2 separate regions of the Sus scrofa genome follow, and region 2 is linked to region 1. Evidence: chromatin contacts called from public HiChIP or PLAC-seq data. All regions are on one chromosome and are shown on one strand. The core of a region is the stretch at or near the end of the contact, and the rest is flanking DNA. Distances in the headings are between cores, read along the strand shown. Region 1 holds the start of POLR3A (DNA-directed RNA polymerase III subunit RPC1). Region 2 holds the start of ZMIZ1 (zinc finger MIZ domain-containing protein 1).

Region 1 (7,458 bases), core at 1,464-3,963:
TCAGGTGCTCCTCCCGGGGCCTCAATTTCCCCCACGTGAAACAAAAGGATTCATTCAGCTAACGAATTCCTAGCTTACACGTGGAAAGGGTTTCACTCGTCCCAACTGGCTCGGGTGCTGACGGCATCTTCTTCAACTCTCGACTGCCTTCACCAGCAAACCGCCTAACCCAAGTGCGGTGTTGTCTCTCCTTACCCCACCCCACCCAAATCCACGAGGCTCCACGAAGCCGACAAACGTAGAAACTACTCTCGCAGTCCCCATGCCCTGGACTCTGAAGCCCGGGACGTCAGGGTCGACAGTGTAGCCGGAGACTCCCCACCGGCGGCTCCTGGGCCCTGAGCAACCGCCCTCCATCAGACACGGCCAGGGAAGAGCAACCCAGCTTCGGGCGGCCGGGGCCCTAACAGCTGGACCACAGGACGGAGGATGCCTCAGATACGCGGTGGATGACTCCACGGGCCCGGGGAGACTCACCATGATGGCGGCTGGCCTTCAAGCAACCAGGGAGAAAAAGAAGGATGCTTTTCGCCGGCCAATCATATCAAAGCTCACGGAAGGACCCCGGGCGGTTCCGACGTGGGGGCGTGGCCGGGCCGCGAGGCCGACCTCGCCAATGCCTGATTGCAAGTACCTAAGACCTAGCCTTTATCCTCTCTCTTGCCACACCCCTGGAGCGTGAACTGGCCAATCCTAAGGGGGAACAGTTTGGGCAAACCAGGTTTACGCAAGCACGTGATTCAACTTCATTATCTTGAATTTTTCTCTGCTTAAGATACCGGTAAACCGGAGTTCCCCTGGTGGCCCAGCGGAAACGAATCCGACTAGGAAGGATGAGGTTGCAGGTTGGATCCCTGGCCTCACTCAGTGGGTTAAGTATAGGGTGTTGACCTGAGCTGTGGTGTAAGTTGCAGATATGGCTCTGAACCATGTTGCTCTGGCTGCGGCAACAGCTCCGATTAGACCCTTAGCCTGGGAACCCCTATATGTCTAAAAAGACAAAAACAAACAAAATTCCGATAAACTGAATTAAAGTTTAAATCAGTTCCACCCGCGTTAGAGGTTGGTAAAGCTGGAAGACATTCTGTGGATGGCCTCTCGAACAACCTCTTCGTTTAACTGCTAGGGAAACTGCGAAAACCAGTACACAATATTACTGCTGTTATTTTTCTGAACTTATCTAGTGCTTTTCTAACTAAATATAAAGAACTCTAATTTGCCTTTTTTCAGAAAACCTTAGTCCCTACAAAAAGTGAGCTTTTAATAAGTATCTGCTTGATCCAGAAAAGTGTTGTTTACAAGACACGTGTAACAAGAAAAAACATAAGCCTGCAGTTTGAGAGAGAGACCGACCAACAGATCATGGTGTAGGCTTTGAAGTAGCTTTGCTATATTCTTCGGAGTAATATTCTTTGAGTGATGGCTCTATGTCTGTTACAGTTTAGTTACTTTCACCTTCATTTTGCCATTTAATCTTCCCACCAACTCTTAAGAATTAGGGTACATATTACTTGTCCCTTTTATAAATGGGAAAACTAAGATACAATGAAGCTAAGTAACTTTGCCAAGAATACACAACTTTGAAGCAGTAGTGCCCAGACAGCTATGGACCCTGTGTTTCCAGAACTTTTGCTTTTAACTTCTAGATAATGAAAGTCACTCATCAAATCTCCTTGGTATAGTGTTGTCAACATTACTTCAAACACATATTAAGCAATTAACTGCTGAAACAGATTAGGGAAGTCTAGTTGGCTTTGCCTTTTGTCTTTGACCTTTGTGTTTTGCTAGTGGGGATCCAGAAAGTCTAAAGACAACATCCTTAAAATGCAAAGGTGTTGATGATTTCCTTGCTGGCTAAGCAGGTTAAGGATCCAGTGTTTTCACTGCTGTGACTGGAGTCACTGGTGTGACATGGGTACCATCCCTGGTCCAGGAACTTCTGCATGCCAGAGGCATGGCTGAAAAATAAAAAATAAAAAAAAATTTAATTAAAAATTTTTTAAATTCAAAGGTGTCGAACCACTTAATTGGGTTCTGTTCAGAGTTTCTCACAAATACAAGTTTCAGGTTCTGCAGCATTGAGTCCTACAGTGAATGGTTTTCTTGCTAGTCTCTTGCACTAAGATGTCACACTAGGATCACCTCCCACAGAGTGTCACATACTGGAGGCAAGAAGTTTGTTTCCTCAACACATGAATAATCTTCACTCCTGTTTTCCCTTCATCTTATTTCCCTAGCCCACCATTGCTCATTTTTCACACTAAACTCACAGATTTTCTACTTCTGCTTTTGTAACCAATAATATAGGTTTAATTTTTCTTCTTTTTCAAAATAACTCTGTGCACTGGAGGTGCATGTGTGGTCATGTTTTCTGCCCTCTTTATTTCCTTTGTTGATTGTCTAGAAGCCATCTGTTCCGTGGTCTGTTCATTTTAGCCTCCACCTTCCTTTAAATAGAGACTCTTAATTAAGATGGTATTGGTGTTTGTAAGATGATAAGACGTTCCATTGTATGTATTTTTTGGCTCTCTGGTTATCTAAAAGTTTTGAGGCAAGATCTTGTAGTTTCTTTGCAGGTGTTAATGATCCGGAGAAATGGACCAGAAAGGGGGTTTAGAAAATACAGTGAAGGTCTCGGGGCACTTTCAAGACGTTCCCGCCAGGTGGCAGTGTAGGGAGCAGGTAAAAAGCAGCCAGTCCGAAGCCTCTCTTGACAAACAGAAGCTAGTAGAGGAAGTGGAGGCGGACACGTGGGGCGCTCTACGGTGGCCGTAAGAATACAGCGGATGTGTTAGCAACCGGTCAAAAAGTAGCCCCGGCTGGGCGAGGAGCGTTGTATTTCTAACCTAGCTTCACGGAGTCTCGAGGAGGGAGCCTCGGCAGCCGTCACCATGGTGAAGGAGCAGTTCAGAGAGACGGATGTGGCCAAGAAAATGTAAGATGGAGCAAAAACCCTCAAAGGACGGAGAAATTAGGGCCAGAGGGACCCGAGGTCAGGGGTCTTGGGTCTCGAAGGTTCAGTGGTGAGGGTTAATTGGGAGGGAAGGACTAGAAATCAGTGAATGATGTGGGCACAGCTCTGGAGTATCAAGGCGGATCAGTGAATATTGATCGTTACAGGGCATTGCAACACTTGGCGGACCGCAGACCGGGAGTGGTCCCTTGGGCTTGGGCTGAGGAGTGGGATGTGGTGTGTGCACCACGGACCGAAGCTCGAGTTCTCTCGAGGTCAAACGACCCCTTTCAGCGAATCTTTCGTCGTTGCAGCGTGGGGAGCAGTCTGGGGCAGGGACTGATTTTGCTGCACATGACACATGACACCGTAGTAATTGCTGACCAAAAGGGTGGAGTTGCCAGCTAGAAAACAGTACCACAGACAGATGGATAGCAGTCTCGGAAATGAGGCTACTCTTTTGGGCTGTCTTCGGAGCTAATTTATTATGCCATGGCCTTTCTTTAGAACTTCCAGCTCCAAAGAAGTAAATCAATCATTCTTGCAGCAAACACTTAATGAGGAAGATACTGTATGCTGGGCCTAGTAATAGACGGTAGAGATAAGATATGAGTAAGGCCTTATTGCCTAGTCTAGTTGGAAAAGGTAGCTAAGTCAACGTGAGGTCAGACGAGTGCAAGGACAAGAGCAGGCATGGGGGTTCTGGAAGCACTAATCAGAAAAGGGGCTCAGGCAGAAGAAAGCAGACCAAACAGCCTTCAAAGAACATAATTGAGGGAGAAAGGGTAGTGATGAAAAGAAGCAGGAGATGTGAAGCCATGTTCCAGAGTGTTCTTGAAGGCAATGAATCATTTTTGAGAGGATTTGGTTGAAATGTCTTGAAAACAGTTCTCCTTCTGGAAGATCTCTTTTGAGTTAAAGAGGAAGGCATTGGAGGCCACTGCAGGGACCCAGGCAAAAGATGATGATGGGCTGTTCTAGGGTGGTAGGGTCAATGGAGTTCCGAGGGGATTAGCGTGTAAAATTGACAGGATTGGTAGGGATGGGTGAGGGAGAAATGAAATTGGCACAGTTTCTTGATTAGGCAGCTAAGTGTAGGTTGCCATTTACTGAAAGGGAGAAGTGTTTCTTAGCAGGATGAATTCTCCCAAGTCGTCCCTCCATATCCACCCCAGCGCCTGCCCAAATTCAGATATATCTGTTCTCACCAAGCAGCCCAAGTGACTCTGTTAAAATACAGATTTAGGAGTTGCTCTATGGCTTAGCAGGTTAAGGACCCAGCTGTCAACTGCTGAGGCTCTGGTTGCTATTGTGGGGCGGGTTTTTGATCCCTGGCCCAGGAACTTCCACGTGCTGTGTGTGCAGCCAAAAAGGAGGAGTGGGGCGATGCGGATTAGATCCCTGATACTTCAGCCTGAAATCATCCAGCAGCTTTCCCTTGTAGTAACATTTGAATTCCCGACCAAAATTCCCAAGCCCCCCCTGACCTGGCCCTTGCATACCTCACTGACTTCATCTTGTACCATTAGCTTTCTTTTTTTTTTTTTTTTTTTTTTTGGTCTTTTGTCTTTTTTGTTGTTGTTATTGTTGCTATTTCTTGGGCCGCTCCTGCGGCATATGGAGGTTCCCAGGCTAGGGGTTGAATCGGAGCTGTAGCTGCCAGCCTATGCCAGAGCCACAGCAACTTGGGATCCGAGCCGCGTCTGCAACCTACACCACAGCTCACGGCAATGCCGGATCGTTAACCCACTGAGCAAGGGCAGGGACCGAACCCGCAACCTCATGGTTCCTAGTCGGATTCGTTAACCACTGCGCCACGACGGGAACTCCACCATTAGCTTTCTTTGCTCTAGTATTCTGGATTCGTTTGGGTCCTTGAAAATGCCAAGCTTGTTCTGGCCTTAGAACCCTTGCCCTAGTAATTCTCTACCTAGAATGCTCGACTTCTTGATCATATTATGGCTGGGCTCCCTCTTATTCAGAATTCAGCTCCCTCTACCTCTAAACATCATTTTTGTTACTTGCATGTGTTCATTTTTAGATGTCTATTTGTTTATTCTGTCTTGCCATCCCTGAAATTGAGCTCCATGTTGGCAGGGACCTCATCTGTCTTATCTAATCTGTGTCCTCAGCCCTCAGGAGGGCTCCTGGTGCATAGTAAACCCCCAGTTTGGTAGGAAAATTAACAAAGGAACTGATTTGGGAGAACAAGTGCTAGGTTCTATTTTATTTTATTTGGGGTTTTTTGTTTTTGTTTTTGTTTTGTTTTGTTTTGTTTTTTGCTTTTCAGGGCCACACCCAAGGCATATGGAAGTTCCCAGGCTAGGGGTCTAATCAGAGCTACAGCTGCTGGCCTACACCACAGCCACAGCAACCCAGGATCTGAGTCGAGTCTGCAATGTACACCACAGCTCACGGCAACATCAGATCCTTAACCCACTGAGTGAGGCCAGGAGTTGAATTGGCAACCTCATGGTTCCTAGTTGGATTCATTTCTGCTGCACCACGATGGGAACTCCAGGTTCTATTTTAGATATTTTGAGTTTGAGGTACCTGTATAAGTGTCAGAAGTGTCTCCAGCTGGAAGGAAGTAGCTGGCCTACAGGTAGAGATGAACCCAACATCACTCAGGAGGGACATGTAGAATGAGAAGAGGATGAAGGCTGTAGCTCTAGGTAGGGAGAGAAGCCAAAATTTAAGGGAGGGCAGTAAAAGAGAGCACAAAAGAGACTTAAGGAGGAACAACCAGGGAGTTCCCTTCGTGGCTCAGTGGTTAATGAACCCGACTAGGATCCATGAGGATGCAGGTTCAGTTTGATCCTTGGCCTCACTCAGTGGGTTAATGATCCAGCATTGCCGTGAACTGTGGTGTAGGTCGCAGAGGAAGCTTGGATTCGAAGTGGCTGTGGCTGGCAGCTGTAGCTCTGATTTGACTCCTAGTCTGGGAACGTCCATATGCCTCAGATATGGCCCTAAAAAGAAAAAAAAAAGGGGGGGGAGGAAAAACCAGAGGGGTGAAAAACTCAGGGCATATACAGTGTTAATAAAGCCATGAGGAAAAAACTTTCAAGGTGGGGCTGTGGTGGGGGTGAGGGGTGTGCCATCAATGCTACAGGGAGGTAAAATGAGAAAGTCTTACTGGATTTAACAGCAAGCAGGTAGACACGAGTGGTGAGCATCATTCATTAGACAGTGAAAGTGGGAACAATTCAGCAGGGCGAAGGGATGTTTAATAATGAGGGAGCAGAGACTGTAAGGAGTTGGAAGAACACGGTTGCTTATGGCAAGTCATGTGTATAATCGCCATTTTTGTTCTTGTCTTTTTTTTTTTTGGCTTTTTAGGGCCATTCCCACGGCATATGGAGGTTCCCAGGCTAGGGGTTGAATCAGAGCTGTAGCCGCCGGTCTACACCAGAGCCACAGCAACGCGGGATCCGAGCCGCCTCTGCAGCCTACAACCACAGCTCATGGCAATGCCGGATCCTTAACCCACTGAGCAAGGCCAGGGATCAAACCCATAACCTCATGGTTCCTAGTCTGATTTGTTAACCACTGAGCCACGACAGGAACTCCCATAATCGCCATTTTTGGTAAGTAGTTTTGATGTAACAGTTCTCTCACTTTCCCTTCTAGAAGCCACATCTGTTTTGGAATGAAGTCAGCTGAGGAGATGCGCCAGCAGGCGCACATCCAGGTTGTGAGTAAGAACCTATACAGCCAGGACAATAACCACTCCCCCCTGCTGTACGGGGTGCTTGACCACAGGATGGTAAGACCCCTGCCCTCCCTGTTTCCCTGGGTTTTGACTTGCTGATGAAACAGGTGGCTCACCAGCTAGGAAGAAGCAAGGGCTTCCTTCTCTCTCCCCCGTTCACCTGCACATCTCAGGGACTCCATCTTTCTTTGGTCAGATGGACGTGAATACTCTGCAGCTTCCCAGGTGATTCTGACACTGAGTCCCCTGACCACCTGTGAGCTCTGGTCCCACTTTCCTGTTCACTGGTCTCCATTAATTATTGAGTGTTTTTCACCACAGGGCACGAGTGAGAAGGATCGTCCTTGTGAAACCTGTGGGAAGAACTTGGCTGACTGTCTGGGCCACTATGGGTACATTGACCTGGAACTGCCATGCTTTCACGTGGGGTACTTCCGTGCAGTTATAGGCATCTTACAGGTAGGCATGTATATGTTTATTTCCAGGGCATAAACTTGGGAGTTAATGATCTAGGGACATTAGAGTGAGTGTAAGAATTGTGAGTGGTGGGGGATACATGTAGAGGCCGTTTTTATACTAAACACACAATATGTCATTGCAATAAGTTAAATTGCTTAAAGTTTCTTTTTCCTTGACTTGAGTAGGTGGTAGATAAGGATTATAAAAAATATTAATAATTCAAGCAATATAGAACATCACAAAAGATAAAATATAGTTAACAAAAACCCTACCAGGGAGTTCCCATTGTGGCTCAGTGTTTAACAAACCTGACTCCTATCCATGAGGATGC
Region 2 (7,458 bases), core at 1,404-3,903, 940 kb before region 1:
CCAGAGATGGTGAATGCTCTGGCATGGGGAGCATGCAGGCCAAGGCTGGACAGTAAGCTGCCAAAGAGGTAGGCTTGGATGGGAGAGCAGCTTCTGGAAAATGCTTCCAGCACTTCTAATCCAATCCTTTTGTGCTCTATCCATTCTGTACCTGCTAGGCCTTCAGGGGACACATGCCCAGGGATCTTATATCCATATCTGCTTCACCCTCACAGCAACTAAGTGGGGGTGGGGGTGGGGGGTGTTCTGCCCTTGGGCCCATTTTACAGATGTGGAGACTGAGGCCAAGCTGAGCAAAGCTTTGGTCCCAAAGCAGCTAACCAGCTACAGCCTTCAGACACCTCTCCTCTAGCTCCTCAAGTAATAGGAAGTACTCACCTAATTGTGATGGGTTTCTGAACTCTTTCCTCAGAGTCTGTGCTTGGGACTGGTTTTCTCAGCCTCCCCTCATCTTCCCTCAGGGAAGGGTCCAACTTCAGGATCACCCCTAGATCCTGAGCCTACGCAGGCTCTGCTTCCCTTATCCTCAGGGTACAGCTCTAGGGACAAAAGGCCCTCCCTGCTCGGAGGGCGTAGACGGAGGCCACCATGTCCTGCTGAGAGGTCAGAGCAGTCACCAGGCAAGGCTGCAGCAGGGTTCAGGGTAATTACAACAGCCTGGCCTTTGTTGTCCACACAAAAACTAAGGAACCTCATAAAGATGAGGCGTTGATAGGAGCTAGGCAAGGGCCCTCGGGAACAAAGTTATGAATGAAATGTATGGGACTCAGTCGGGATCTGGCAGACCCTGCTTCCTGGTTCCATGATAGAATGCCCAGAGAAGCTTCCAGAAATTATTTTGTTGGTGCCTGAACTTCTTACAGCAACACCTCACCATTAGACTAGGGTCACGGCTGTCTGCTGGATGCTGACCAAGGCCAGAGACCTCGGTATCCATGGCTTCACACAAAGGTACTCTTGTGACAAAACCCTTGGGACACAGCAAGCCTCCAAGAGTCTTCCTGCCTTATCCACCCCATCTCTGTCAATCAGGAAAAAAGTGAAGTTTGTAGCTCTTGGCTGGGTCCTTCCCTCTGCAATTTTCCATTGATGGTGGACACTTGTCCTAGGTTGGGGCACATCCCTGGGGACCAGGGATGGAGATAATGTTGTGTTACAGTTGTTAGGGGAAGTGGGGGGAAGGGAGGGAGAGAGAGAGATAAACCCCACAGTCTCTGGACCTTTCTTTGCTCCTGGCTGAGAAAGGAATGAGGCTCCTCCTCTCTCCTTCCTTAGGAGGGAAACAGGACATTTTGTCCCCTAAAGAAGCCAGCAATCCTTTTTTGCATAGACAGGACTAGTTATCAAAGCTTCCCCATAAGTGCAGCAATTTCTTATTCACAACTCTTCTTCGTGAGCCATACCCTGAATGCCTCAAAACACCAATCCAAAAACCATTTAAAACTCTTGAAAACTCCCTACCACTCCTTCCCCCACCCCGTCACTGCCACCAACTCAGAAGTCTAAAGTTTTGAGATTTATGTGTGAAAACAGCATTGCATAACCTCATGACTTGGGACAAGGAGATGCTTCTGGCCTTTTGGGAAAAACAAAATCCAACCGAAAACATAAAACTCAGAAGAAAACACCATCTCCCTCCAAACGCATTCCCTTGGCCTCAAAGTCACACGTGCTCTGTGGCAGATTCGGCTTTCAATGTGTCTTTTGTTTGATGCTGGTGCTTCAACATCTTCAACCTGAAGACAGAGGTCAGCACAAGGCTTGGGGCATTCACCAACCGCAGCACGAGGGCCAGGCAGCAGGCAAGTGGGAAGCCAGGAATTCCCCCCTACTCTGGATCCCCTCGAAAAGCAGCAAGGAGAGAGAAAATTAAGGGCTTGCTCCCCTTTTAAACTTCCCGGAGAGCCTAAAAGCAACTTTCAAACTCCCAGGACCATAACACAAATGCCAGCGAAGACCAGTCAGAATTCATCACCCACCAACACCCACCAAGCTGCCCATTCTCCAGCTACAGTGCCTGCCTCTTTATCTCTACCTTCAAGAAACAATAATAAGCAAACCCAGGTACCTCTGGGAACAGCCTCTGGCCTCCTGCCCTGCCCTGTGTAACCAGCCTGTCCTCATACCCACAAGAGAGGAGGAGACAGCACCGGTTATCCCTCTGGTCTACCAGGCTCTGTTGCCCGAGTTGCACCAGGGAGACAAACTGTTGCTCAAGAAAATCCTCCAGAAAACCCTTGGCACCAGGAAGCAGCTCCAGGCAGCTCCTGCCAAGCGCCAAGCCAGGGGCTTTCAGAGGCAGCTTCCCCCTGCCCTCTTAAATCTGTGAGGTTGGGCCCTGCTCTCCCATGCCCTGGGCTGTCCACCCAGGGGGCTCACAAATGGCCATGGCAGAGCTGAGAGGAAGAAAAGGCTGGCCGAGCAGTGCCCTCACTCTGCCAGCCCAGCCGCCAGCTTCTTGGAGGACCTCTGAGAGAACATTTGTTTGGGCTGCCAAGTTAAATCTTCCTCCCTCATGTCAGGGCATTGGAAAATCAGTCAGGGGGGAGGAGACGGGGAAGAGCGGGGGGAAGGAGCAGCGGGAGGGAGGCGGGAGGGAGGCAGGCGGGCAGCCTCTTGGAGACCCAGGTACTCCGGCGCTGCCTGCCCAGGAAGCTTGTGGCTCCCAGGCAGGCGCAGTCGGGACTCCGGACACCAAGCCGGGGCCGGACCGCCAGGCCTCCAGGCTCAGGCGCCGGCTGCCAGGCGCCCTCGGCCCCCGCCCAGGGAGAGGCCCTCGCTCTGTGCCCCACTAGAGGAGCGAGGTGGGAAGAGAAGGCAAGGGAGGAAAAAGTTTGCGGCAGGTAGAGGGCTAGGGCTGGGCGGCCCTGCCACGGGGCTGTCCCCCGGGGAGGGGTGGGGGGCCCGGGCCGGCTGCCCAAGCGCGCACCCGCCCGCCACCCTCCCGCTCGGGTTGTTTACATTCCTGGAGTGTCTTTTAAACCCGGGGCTGAGGCCGGCTCCCAGCCTTCTCCGGCGGCTCCGAGGCAGTCTCCCGTGAAAATCTGCTGGCGCACAATGGCCGGGAAGGCGGCCGCCCCTCGCCCGCGCCCCTGCTGCTCCGGGGCGGGGAGCCTGCCCTCCGCACCGCGCCCTCTCCTCGCCCGGCTGGCTTCCTGGACAGATGTCCCTAGCGAGGGGGCGACGCGCACCCGCTGCCCGCACCCCAGACGCCGAGGCCACGCTCCCCACTGTTTTCTCCCCAGCCCAGACGACAGGAATGCGAAACAAGCTTCCAGAGCCCGCCCACCACCCCAGCTCCAGCCCCGGCACGGCCCCCCAACCTCCGCCCCGGCCGGCCTCCCACTCCCCCGGGGCCGCCGCCGGCGGAGACGGAGAGGAAGAAAGAACACGGGGAAATTACTTTCGTATTTGCAACGCGCGCGCACGCACACACACACACACGCACATCTTCTCCCTGGGCTCCCCTCCTGGCCGGGGCAGCCCCAGCCAGGCTTCGGCCTTGGTGCCCCTTGGGCTTCTGAGACCTACATGAAGCCCCTACACACACCCCTTGGCGTTCCCCTATAGTACGGAGCGCCGCGTCTCGCCCGGCAATTCGCACACAAACAACTTAACCGCGCCCCCACTCCCATTTACAAAAGTGTGTGTTTTCCCTAGAAATTCAGATGCACAACTTAACACCATCATCCCTTGCCGCCCTGAAATCCGGCGCCTTCCCTGGCGGTTCTCCTACACACAGGCATTCAACTTCGCGTCTTCCCAAAGGAGACGAGGGAGACCGAGGTGATCCTACTCCCGTCCTTCCCTCCCTCCCTTCCTTCCTTCCCGAATCCCGGTCCTGCCCGGCCCCCGGGTGTACGGAACCACGGCTGTAGGCGCGCCGGCAGGAGGCGGGCACCAGGTCCGCGCGCGCACAACTGCACTCACGCCCCGTACACCCCAAGAGCCCCGGCCCCCATGCGCAGACTAAGCCGGCTCCGCGCAGCCCGACACTAGCGGGGCGCCTGGGCCTTGGCCCCCGGCCGCCGAAGGGATCGCAGCGAAGCACTGCCGTCGGCCACTCGTCCCGCTCGCCAGGTCCCGGGGGACCCTTAAAGGGAAAAGCACCAGCACCCAGCGCCCCACGCTCGCACCCCGAGAGTCCACAGGGAGCGGGAGGAAGGCCTGGGACCAGCGGGCGCCCGGGTCTGGCCCCAAACTTACCGGGAGCTGCGACCGCCGCTGCCGCCGCTGGAGGACGCGCCGCTGCCGCCGCTGCCGCCGCCGCCGCTGCCGGGCAGGGCCGGCTCGGGCCGGGAGAAACTGCGAGGGCGCTGAGATCGGCTCGGCGCCGGCTTCTGCTCCGCGCCCACCGGGGCTGGGGTCACCGCGCTGCGCCGGTGCTGCTTGCTCGCTCGGCTGCCCGGTAGCTGCTCGCCTGCCCGCCGCCCGGCCGCTCGCTCTCCCGGGCGCCCGCCGCCGCTCGCTTTTTTAATGTCCACAGACAGTGAAAAGGAACTCGGCGTTAGGGGGTGAGTAAGTGAATCAACTCGCCCGGAGCCGAGCAAGTTGAAGTGTCAGATTACATTGGCTATTCTATTTCCAAAGGGCCCCGCGCCGCCGGCCGGCCACAAAAGCCGGTGCGGAACTACGGACGGAACGGGATGCCGCGCCACCGCCGTCGCTGCCGCCGCCGCCAGCGCTCAGCTCGGCTAGCCTAGCGCTCTCTCCGCTTCCTCTGTCTCTTTCCTTTTCGCTTCTCTTTCTTTCTCTCGCCTTTCCTTTCTCTCTTTTGCTCCCTTTCTCCCCAGCTTCTCAGTCTGGGAGCTTTCCAAGCTTTTCCCTGTATGGCTCCGATGGGCTTCGCGCGTCACCCACTCCCCCTCCTCCCGCCCCGCCACTGCCACTGCCACACTCCCACTCATCTCCTCTCCCCTCCGGTCCCTGCACTACTCCCCAGCCACCCCCCCCACCCCACCCCAGCTGCTCCAGCAAGTTTGGAGCAGTAGAGAAATGCTGAAACTAGGATGGGATCAGATTGAGGAGGGGGCTAAAATCACCTGTCTCACCGGAATGTCCCCCCTTTTCTCGCACGCCCCAGACTGGAGAGCGCTCGGGGCCTCGAAAACTGTCAGGTACCCGAACTGGGGCTAAGCGAGTTGCTAACGAGATTGCCAAAGCCTTCCTCTGGCAGGGGCTTTGGGGTTGCTCCTAAAGCCAGGGGTCTGGCGGGTGGGGCGAGCAGAGGACCACCCCCTCACCAAGGGCAACTTTCGGAGGCTGGAGCGCTGGGAAGAAGCCGTGAGCGCTGTCTGTGCTCCGCAGCCTGCGCGGTCCAAAAGCGCTTGGATTCCCCGAGAACCGGCGGGGAGCGTCCGGGTCCCAGTATTCGTGGGTGGGGTGGGGGCGGCGGGAACCTGCCCCAGGGCTGGGCACTGGGCCAGGGCCGGTAGAGAGCGATGGCACTCACGAGACGTAGTTGGGTGCGCCCGCTCGCGGGGTTCCCCTGGCAGACTCACCCCCAAGAGCATCTAAGTGCGCGCCCACTTTGGCTGACGTCCGCTGTCCCTCTCACGGAAACTCCTACACAAACGGCACACACATTCGCGCCCACACTCAGTATTACAAACACCCTTCCACGCGCACACTCACCCACACACGTACACTTTCCTTCACAAATATGCCCGTATACACGGCAAGCACACTCACACGCATCACTGTACAAACCCACATACACTCAAAAAACGTCTCCCTGTGTACCAAATGGTCACATACACATGCAAACACATCCCCCCATGCTCTCTTCCATACTCCTTTCTCAAATCTCCGTACTCATGATTTGCGGTACCCTCAGTCCCAAATCATAATCAGCGCCCGCAGAGCCCAGGTTGGATACACACACGCGCGCGCACGCACGCACTACCCCTCCTCCCCGCACGAGCGGGGGAGGCTTCGGCCGGGCGCCCGCTTCGGATTCCAGGTGTGGCGGCGGCTCCGTGCTCCGCGTTTTGCAGCCCGCCGCGGTGTTGGAGGCGAGGCGAGGAAGGGAGCTGGAATAACAAAGGCAAGTTGGGGAGAGCACAAGGGGGCGCAGCCCCGGCCGGGCCGTGGGGGGAGCCTTGCTCGGCCGGGGCTTTGGAGGCTGCAGGGTATCGGGCGCCAGGAGCTGGAGGTGGGGAGGGGGGAGGGAGGGAAGGAGGGAGGGAGGGTGGGGGGCGAGGGGCGGGGCCGCAGCGTGACGTCAGAGAACAATGACACTGCCGTGGGGGGGGGGAGGCGGACACCGGGAGACAGCAGGGCGGGGGTCTCCCTCGGGGCCTGAGACTAGCGGAAGACGTCCTGGCCTGGCCAGGGCCGTTGCCTGATTGACGAAGCCCCGCTTGGGAGCGCGGACGTGCCACGCAGACTCGAGGATTGCCCCTGGCCTCCTGGGCAATGAATGATCAGCGCGGACCCTGGGCCAACGCGGGAGCAGGCTGGAGTACCTTCCCCCCCCATCCCCCATTTTAGAAAATCTTTCAGAGGGCTTCTCTGACCTCGACTTGAACTCCTTCGGGGCCGGCAAGATCACTCCTTCCACCACCGGAGGGAGAAAAGGCAATATGAATTTGCCAGCCCTGAATTCATTCTCAAGGCTACTCTATTTTGACAGCCAGCAAACTCAGCCTGGATTCCTGAGGGCTCAGAGGACTGCAGCTCAGGTCCACGTGGGGCTCGGGAGGGGTGGCAGAGGGCGGATGCGTGATTTTCCTATGGGAAATTCTGCTTTCCTATACCATTAAGTGCAAGGGAAGGCACTTCTTTCTGGGCCTCAGTCTTTCAACCTGTCACATGGGCTGTTATCATGCTGCTGCTTTGCTGCTACTCTTGCACGGGTGCCAGCTGAGCATCCCTGGGGAGGGTGGATGGTATGAAAGCCTTCTGGCCTTCCAGGGAAACCAGGGAGGCACAGTCCCAGCACATTCCTGTGGGAGAGAGCCCCCGCCCCTCATCATCAAGGTGGCCCAGGTTCATTAAGTTGGGACTTGAGGGGAGCCTGAGAAATCCTTGAAGTCCTGACCCAGGGCTAGAAGGTGGGAATTCAGCTTGCTGAAAGGTTGGCTGGAGCCACAGCTGCCCTCTCTCCACGCCCCCTCCCTCAACCCCAGCAAGAATCCATTGCATTGCAGCAGCCAGAAAGCCATCCCCACCCCAGGTCCAAAACCTTAAGGCAGAGTCTCTGAGTGTTTAAGGACAACTATGCCAGTTCCTGTTGCCTTGATGACTGCCTTGGTCAAGATGTTCAGCCCTCTCAACATTTTTGTCCAAATCTTTCAGCGAGTGACAAGGGATAACTATGTCCAGGAAATGGGGGATGTAGGTGACCTTGAGGGTGACTACTTGTGTTCAAAAGCTCCTGCCCAGAAGACGCCCCCCACCCCACCTCCCTTGCTAGTTCCTTTTGCATCTGGAAACTAGGAAGCAGCTGCAGAGGGC

Evidence for each region. HiChIP or PLAC-seq counts read pairs in DNA pulled down with a chosen protein or histone mark.
Region 2: an H3K27ac HiChIP or PLAC-seq map of alveolar macrophages shows a contact between it and region 1. The contact joins the promoter of ZMIZ1 here to the promoter of POLR3A in region 1. A contact is called at or near these places in 2 of 5 promoter capture datasets (fetal skeletal muscle and liver), 8 of 47 Hi-C or Micro-C datasets (embryonic fibroblasts, fetal skeletal muscle, fibroblasts and 3 more) and 2 of 2 datasets of contacts at active chromatin or transcription factors (alveolar macrophages and skeletal muscle).

Annotation. Positions count from the first base shown.
Region 1 is chr14:80,466,995-80,474,452 of Sscrofa11.1, reverse strand. POLR3A (DNA-directed RNA polymerase III subunit RPC1) reads left to right here and starts at 2,713. Exons shown (of 31, transcript XM_001929360.6): 1 at 2,713-2,935; 2 at 6,587-6,722; 3 at 6,990-7,127. The coding sequence starts at 2,892. RPS24 (40S ribosomal protein S24) reads right to left here and starts at 586. Exons shown (of 6, transcript XR_002338693.1): 1 at 478-586.
Region 2 is chr14:81,404,262-81,411,719 of Sscrofa11.1, reverse strand. ZMIZ1 (zinc finger MIZ domain-containing protein 1) reads right to left here and starts at 2,653. Exons shown (of 26, transcript XM_013983374.2): 1 at 1-2,653.